Linked DNA regions of Anas platyrhynchos: region 1 is linked to region 2. The links are chromatin contacts, called in public Hi-C maps. All regions are on one chromosome and are shown on one strand. The core of a region is the stretch at or near the end of the contact, and the rest is flanking DNA. Distances in the headings are between cores, read along the strand shown.

Evidence for each region. Hi-C and Micro-C count contacts between places; a contact is called where the count stands out from the background.
Region 1: a contact with region 2 is called in a Hi-C map of small yellow follicle, with 3 times the contacts expected there. The contact joins the promoter of TSC22D1 here to the enhancer-like site in region 2. A contact is called at or near these places in 5 of 8 Hi-C or Micro-C datasets (F5 follicle, liver, skeletal muscle and 2 more).

What each region holds. Positions count from the first base shown.
Region 1 is chr1:176,932,451-176,935,955 of IASCAAS_PekinDuck_T2T, reverse strand. It overlaps TSC22D1 (TSC22 domain family member 1), which reads left to right and starts at 1,338. Exons shown (of 4, transcript XM_027472117.3): 1 at 1,338-1,916; 2 at 2,467-3,505. The coding sequence starts at 2,500.
Region 2 is chr1:176,888,798-176,892,430 of IASCAAS_PekinDuck_T2T, reverse strand. All of the region lies in intron 2 of TSC22D1 (TSC22 domain family member 1), which reads left to right. Among named protein-coding and RNA genes, the nearest start is that of TSC22D1, 44 kb to the left of the region's middle. Within about 2 kb of position 2,185, at least 5 of the 8 cell types and tissues checked have an H3K27ac peak or open chromatin away from gene starts, as enhancers often do. A contact at or near this core is called in F5 follicle, small yellow follicle and subcutaneous adipose tissue, where this site is marked.

The sequences.
Region 1 (3,505 bases), core at 89-2,588, 44 kb before region 2:
ACTGAACATGGGAGACTCAAATCTCCTCTCTGCCTCAAGGAACTCACATTTACATCTCCCACAAGAACTCTAATGACTCAGCTATGTGATATAGTAGCTTGGACTCTCCCATATTCTCTTGTTAAAGCTCTACTACTCTTCACAACATATTTACATATTCACTGCAGTAAACACCAAATTCTTTTTTTTTTTTTTTTTTTTTCTTCCCCCACGTGTCCTGTTGATTGTCCTAAGTGGTGGCTTTCATAAATAAGCTATAGAATTAGTCCGAGTCAGTCAAACGTTTTATTGTTCCACACACACCATAATAATTTCAAAGAGGTGACTGAGCTATCTCCAGCAGCTCATGAAAGATTGCATCTGGAGATGAGGATGTGCTGCCAGAAAATGGGACACACAAGCACCCCTCCTGGCACAGGTGCACACTTCATCCACCTGGAGAAATGGACGAGAAGGTGTGAACCTTTCCCCCTCTGCAGGAAAGCAGGACAGCCAATTTAGCAAGCTCTGAGAGTGCTCCTGGAGAGGGTCCTTATGACAGGAGAGGTGGGGCAATGAAATTGCTGTGAATTTGGTGAATTGAATTGGTGTGAATCTATTGGGCTTGTGTTGCAGTGAGATACCTCCCCACCTGCGGGATGCTCACCAGGGCACGCTAGCAGGTTTGTAGATGCTATGGAAGATCTCTCAGCCATCACACAAGCACCTAGTGCCTTCAGGGATCAGACAGCAGCTGCACCAGATTGAGGAGAAGCCAAGATTTGGACACGGCAGAGCTGAAGCCAGGAGGGGATGGAGATGGCTGAGGGATGCATTGAGTTTTGCTACATCTGAGGAAGGCCACGAGGTCTTCAGTGCTGAAACAGCAAGAGAGAGATTGCGGTGGACTTGACCTCAATTTCACTTAATGATAAAAAGACACTTGTGAAGGGTGACCATTTTTTGAAGGAGTGCTTTGGTATGTTTCCTCGATGCGCCCACACCGCCTCAGGGAGCAGTGGCAGCCCCGGGCCCTCCTGCCACCCGGTGGGGCATGGGGGTGCCTGAGGGGGGCGGCAGCCATTTCGGGGCGTGAGGGGACCCCGGGCGGCACAAAGGGACGGGCGAGGCAGGAGGAGGAGGAAGAGGAGGGAGGGCGACAGGAACATTCTGGACCGAGGGAGGGGATGAAGAATGAAGACGAAGGTGATGAATAACGTGAATAAACCCGCGGATGGTGGAGAGGGGGCAGGGAGGCGGGTCATGTGAGGCACAGTCATGCTGCGGGACCGCGGCACCTGGCCGCCATTTCGCATCCCCCCAGCCCCGCTACGCCCCTCCTCGGCGCTCAGGGGCTCGGCGGCGCTCGGCAATTTCCGCCGGGGGAAGCCGAGCGGAGCCGAGCCCAGCCGAGTTGCGCCGTCCCCGGGCCAGCCGGGCTTTATGTCTGCCGGGCCGGGCGCGCCTGCGCGGCCGCCGCCATCTTACGCCGTCTGCGGGCTGCCCTCCCCTCAGGGCCAGCGCTGCCCAACCCCCTGCGGCCCCGCGCAGCGCCTCCTCCTCCTCCTCCTCCTCCTCCTCCTCCTCCCCGCCGGGCTCGGCGAGGGGCCGGGGGAGAGCAGGCAGGGGAGAGGGGCTGTGCGGAGGGCGAGCGGGTGTTATAAAGGGGGAGGAGGCGGAGGGGGAAGGAAGAGGGAGCGGAGCGGAGCCTCCCCCGGAGGCAGCCAGACACGGAGGGAGGGGAGAGCGGCTGCCCGCCCGCCTCCCTCCCTCCCTCCCTCCCTGCTCTCTTCGCCGGGCTGCCGCTTTTCTTCCCTCCTCCTCCTCCTCCTGCTGCTGCCGCTGCCGTCTCTCGGCTCCCCAAAATGATTCAGCTCCATGGCTGCCACTGACGGGGATGGCCCTGCCCGGCTCTGCCTGCCGCTGCCGCCGGTCCCGTACGTATCCGCGCCTTCCTCCTCCTCCTCCTCCTCCTCCTCTTCCTCCCCTGGCCGCAGGCAGGGCCGGAGGGGCGGTTCTGCCGGTTGCCGGCTTCCATGAGGGGAAGGGGAAGGGGCTCGGCCGGGCTGAGGCGGGCATCGCCTCCCCTCGCCGGAGGGGCCGGGGGAGGTTGGTGGTGGTGGTGGTGGTGGTGGTGGTGGCGGCGGTGGCGGTGGGATGGGATTGGGGGGGGTGTGAGGGGGTCCTGAGGGGGTAAAAGGGGTGTGGGGGGGTTGGGGAGTGTCATATCCAGGGCTGGTGCTCGCCCCCTCCCTGTGCAGGAGGAGAGGGGGAGGAGAGCGGCGGTGCTGAGGCGGCTCAGCCCCTGCGCTGCGGGTGGTGGTGGTGGTGGTGGGGGTATGGGGGGTTATAGGGGGGGTTATAGGGGGGTCTGTGCGGTGTCTGTGCCCTGCCGCCCAGCTAACTGTGCGTGTGTCTGTCTGTCTGTCTGTCTCTCTCCGTACCGGGGGACCGCGCTCTTAAAATCCGCCCGATACAATGCACCAGCCTGACTCAGCCGCAGACATTAGTGCTAGGAAGATGGCGCACCCGGCGATGTTTCCTAGAAGGGGCAGCAGCAGTAGCAGCGGCAGCAGCTGCGTTACGGCTCCCACTGCACCAGGTACCGGCGGCGGGAGCGCTGCCCTCTCCGCCGAGGATTATCAGCCGCCCTTGCTGGTCCAGCCGCCGCCTCCATCTCCTGCAGCATCGGCGGTGGCGGCGGCGGGTCCACAGCCGACACCCCCTCCTCCACAAAGCCTGAACCTCCTCTCGCAGTCTCAGCTCCAGCCACAGCCTCTCGCGCAGGCTGGAGCTCAGATGAAGAAGAAAAGTGGCTTCCAGATTACCAGCGTGACCCCTGCTCAAATATCGGCTAGCATGAGCTCTAATAACAGCATAGCCGAAGACACCGAAAGCTACGATGACCTGGATGAGTCCCACACTGAAGACCTGTCCTCTTCAGAAATCTTGGATGTTTCTTTATCCAGGGCCACTGACTTGGGAGAACCCGAGAGGAGCTCCTCTGAAGAGACTTTAAATAACTTCCAGGAGGCAGAGACTCCTGGGGCTGTTTCTCCAAACCAGCCTCATCTTCCTCAGCAGCACCCTTCTCTGCCTCATCACCCGCAGCAGGGCGTCGTGATCAATGGAAGCGTTCACCCCCATCATGTTCACCACCACCATCATCTTCACCACCACCACCATGGACACCATCATCCAGCGCATCCTGGGGTGGGCAGTGCCCCGATTTCTGGAGGACCGCCACCCAGTCCGTCGTTTAGAAAACTATCAACAACTGGAAGCTCTGACAATGTTATAGCAACTGCACCGGGTTCTGCTGCATCATCCACTGGTTCCCCCGCATCTGTCGCGTCTAATATCCGCACTACGAGTACTCCTGGCAATCTAGGTGTAAGTCCTGCTTCTGGAACTAGTACCTTAAATAATATGGGCGGTGGTAGCTCTAGCGTGGCAAGCGGCATGCTTGGTACTATAAATTTAAGCAACATCACAAGTACTGGTAATGTAAATGCTTTGTCTGGAA
Region 2 (3,633 bases), core at 936-3,435:
ATCTGTTGTTGAGTAACACTATTGTGTGTTCTGTTTTCACACTGAAGAAGAGTTTTGGAGATGATAGTGTGTGGTGTGTGAGACACATTGAAGGGTGGAAGAAGAGCGGTGAAGTCTTCAACTTAGGATGTCTCAAAGAGTCGATGTCTTAAAGGGCTGCTTCAGAGCACTAGATGCTCCTACTGGCCTTTGAAATGAAAGCTAGATCCAAGAGAAGCTCACACTAAATCAACTAATATTCTAGGAGGATTCCTGCTGGAGTTACCCCTCGGTTTGTGGGGAAGGCTGTGGGTGACTATTTTTAAAGCAAGGACGTTGTGGGAGAGACGGCTGCTCTCTACAGCTTCAAAACCTTTCCTCTGTTTCCTCTGTGTACACTTCTAAAGTGTTCAATAAGCTAAGCATGAATTTATATTGACTTCAGGCTCCTGTGAGGGCATGTTGGAGCATCAGGTATGTTTTGTGTCCAAGCTACACTGGTAGTGCTGGTGCAGGATATCCCTTTTGTAAGCAGCATTGAGGATTCACCTTAAATTTCTTCCTTCGGACTTGAAACTCCATCAAAACCAGCACCTCATCATTAAATAGATGAGACCTTTAGAATATTTTTTTCCAGCATTTCACACTGTAACTATGCTCCACGTCCCTCGCCCTTAAAGACTTTGCACTGACGTTGACCCTGATGGTCTGTTCCTGCAGCAGTGGTACCCCTTTGTCATTAGGCATGGCTGTAGGAAGCTTTTTTTGGCCATCTGTCACTCCTGTGTGCTGCTTTTTTGACTTGACCTGAATGCTCTTACCCTGTCGAGGTTTAAATACCAAGCGCAGACTGCTTAACAAGGCATTAAGTCACTTAATTCTTTCATTTTTAAATCAAGCCTTAACGTGGTTTTGGTGACCACTGGCTCGCGTTTAAGTGAAAGAGATGGCTCATGTCAGCAGTGTGGATTTTTAACCCCTTTGTGGGGGCTGCTGTCTTGCAGTTGTGCATCCACCTCAAATGGTGATGCTTAAATACATGTAGAAGTGCTGAATCTGCGTGCTCATGGTAACCACTGCAGTGATGAAAAGCAGATCCCTCACCAACTTCAGAGATTAAATGCTGCTGTTAATGAATATCGAGAAGTGGGTGAGCTTGGTTTAGAACACGTATTTGTACATTTCTTTTTATACATGAGGTTTTCTGTGGTTGCAAAGCAACACAAAACTTCCCTTAGTGGCCTAGAACCTGAGGGGTAGCTCGGGAAAATTTGGAATAAAGTGGGCTAGGACTTGAGGGATGTTGATTTTTCCATGCTAGCATTGGTGATGAAATGAATTATCCGACCTGCAACTTGATTGTTTCAGCAGTTTCTAAAGTTCAAATATCTTGGTCACAGCCATAGCAGTATATAAGACCGAAGATCCCACTGGAGGGGAAAAAAAGTGAAAATATTGAGGCACTTTTGCTTTAGAAGTGGATTTGAATGCTGAAGTGCCTCTCCTATTTTTTTTATTGTATTTACAAGAGCCTCGATTCCAGACGTCTATTTTGAGGAGATGCTTTTGAGTCCTGAAGCCGTCTATAAAAAGATTTTCATAAAAGGACCTCTCCTTCGTCTCAGAGCTCAAGAGGATTCGTTAACACCGCTTTAATTTCCTGTTGGTGGGGAGGGCATGGGAGCAGCTACACCTCTCGCATCGCATCTGCTGTCTTCTCACGGGCATCGTGCTCCTTCCCTGGGGATTAACGGGCTCCGTCTGCCGCCACCAACTCGTGGTGCCTTGCCTTTTTTAGGAACCCGTCTCACTTTGTCCTCTCCCAGCTGATGGGCTCGTGGAGGGCGTGTTGGTATTTCTGGTAGGCAGAGCTGGCTTGTGTTGGATGCCTAAATTACGGGGTACCTGCTGCCTCTGAGCACGTGCTTCTCCGGCATCGCTGGCTCAGAGGAAGGATGTGCTGACATCCCAGTTGGAGATTCAGGGCTCTCCTCTCTTCCTCGTTCATCTTCTGTTTCACACCAAAACCCTTCTTTGTTTCAGCATGTCAGAAAAGAGAGATGAAGCCGGGATGTGTACAAGGAGAGGCGAGACAGGTTTCCCAGAGAGGCTTTTCCCAAGAACTCTGTAAGGATTGTGCAGGACTCGGTAGGGTAAACACAAGTACGCCGGGCTTATCTTCCCCTCCCTCGCTGTGTATCTTCTGTGTGAAAGGTTATTATTCACGTTCCTGGAGGCCAGGGGAAGATAGGGAAGCTTATTGCTTGCAGATGGTGCTTAGCATGCAGAAATACATGCTTTCTGCCTCTGCGGAGACATTACTGGGGGAACATCTTACACGGCCTGGCTGTAACTTTTTAATTGCACGAACGCAGCCGAGGCTGGAGCTTTTTATTCTCCCACAGTCCTTTTTCTAGAGTTTATTTGACATGAGGCAGACCAAAGAAAACTTCTTAGCAAATCAGTCGTTGCAATAAAGGAACCGCAATTTACTGAGGTCATCTCTTTCGTTGCCTTTTAAAACGAGTCTGAAAGTGTAAGTGAGACTAGGAAATGGTCTGTGAGCCTTAAAGGCTTCTGTTTTTGCGTTATATGTGCACTTTGGACTAAGTACTGTACTTCTGATTTTATGTGGAAGGAGAAGCTGCACACAGAAATCATTAAAAAGTTGACAGGGGTGTATGGGATGCTTGGCCGTGTTGCGTTAGTCATCTCTGAGCAGTGAAACCATGATGGGTTTCACTAGGGGGTTTTAAGTTCATGTTTCTCTGACCGCCAGCACTGAAACCGATGAAGTTCTCCTAGCTCTTGCTGTACTGTTTAATTCAGAGAACTTCAGGCTGTGCATAACTGCTCTGTAAATATCCAGGTACCTTCTTGAAGGGCTTCTTTTTGTTGCTGTTACTGGCATATCCCAGTTCTGCCCTAAGTGGATGTGCCAGCTCTCGACGAGTCGGACCAAATTGAATACTGCTTCAGTAATGGAATTAAACCAGGACAAATTTGACATGATTGCTTTCTAATACCGAAATTAGCCCTGAGCCTCATCAGTGTGTGAGTAATTCTCAACTGACACTGATGGCATCTGCGTTGCTTCCCTTCCTACTGTTACTATTGAAAAATCTGCTTTTTTTAATGATGATTCCCAAACCTGTGGCTGCTGATCTCAGTGAGCATGCTTAGTGTGTTTAAAGGGTCTTGTCTGCCTTGTACCATTTCCTCCTGTATTCCCCCACTCTCCCTGGAAAAGTTCAGAGTAAGTAAAAGCAGTTTTTGTAATACTTGATGTTTTCACCTGTGGAAATACAGCCTTGATTTGTAGCGCGTTGTTAGCAGGCTCCAGCCCTGTATGGCTCCAGGTGCTGTCTTAATAATACAAAATGTGTGTATTTCATAAAACTCTTGCAAGTAGGGGATTAATTCTCCTGGGAGCTCCTTAAAACTCAACATGCAGTGTTCCAGAGGACATTTGTAAGGCTGGAGGAGTAGGGAGTTGTCCTTTCTTCTCAGTCTTACTCTGCCTAGCTGTGATTCTTGCTGTTAACCATATATTTTAGGATTTTAAAACTTTTTTTTCCCCTTTTTTAAGAAGTAGTAATACTGTTTGGCTGCCCACTTCCACTTGCTGGGTATGGCATCTTGCTCGCCACCTTC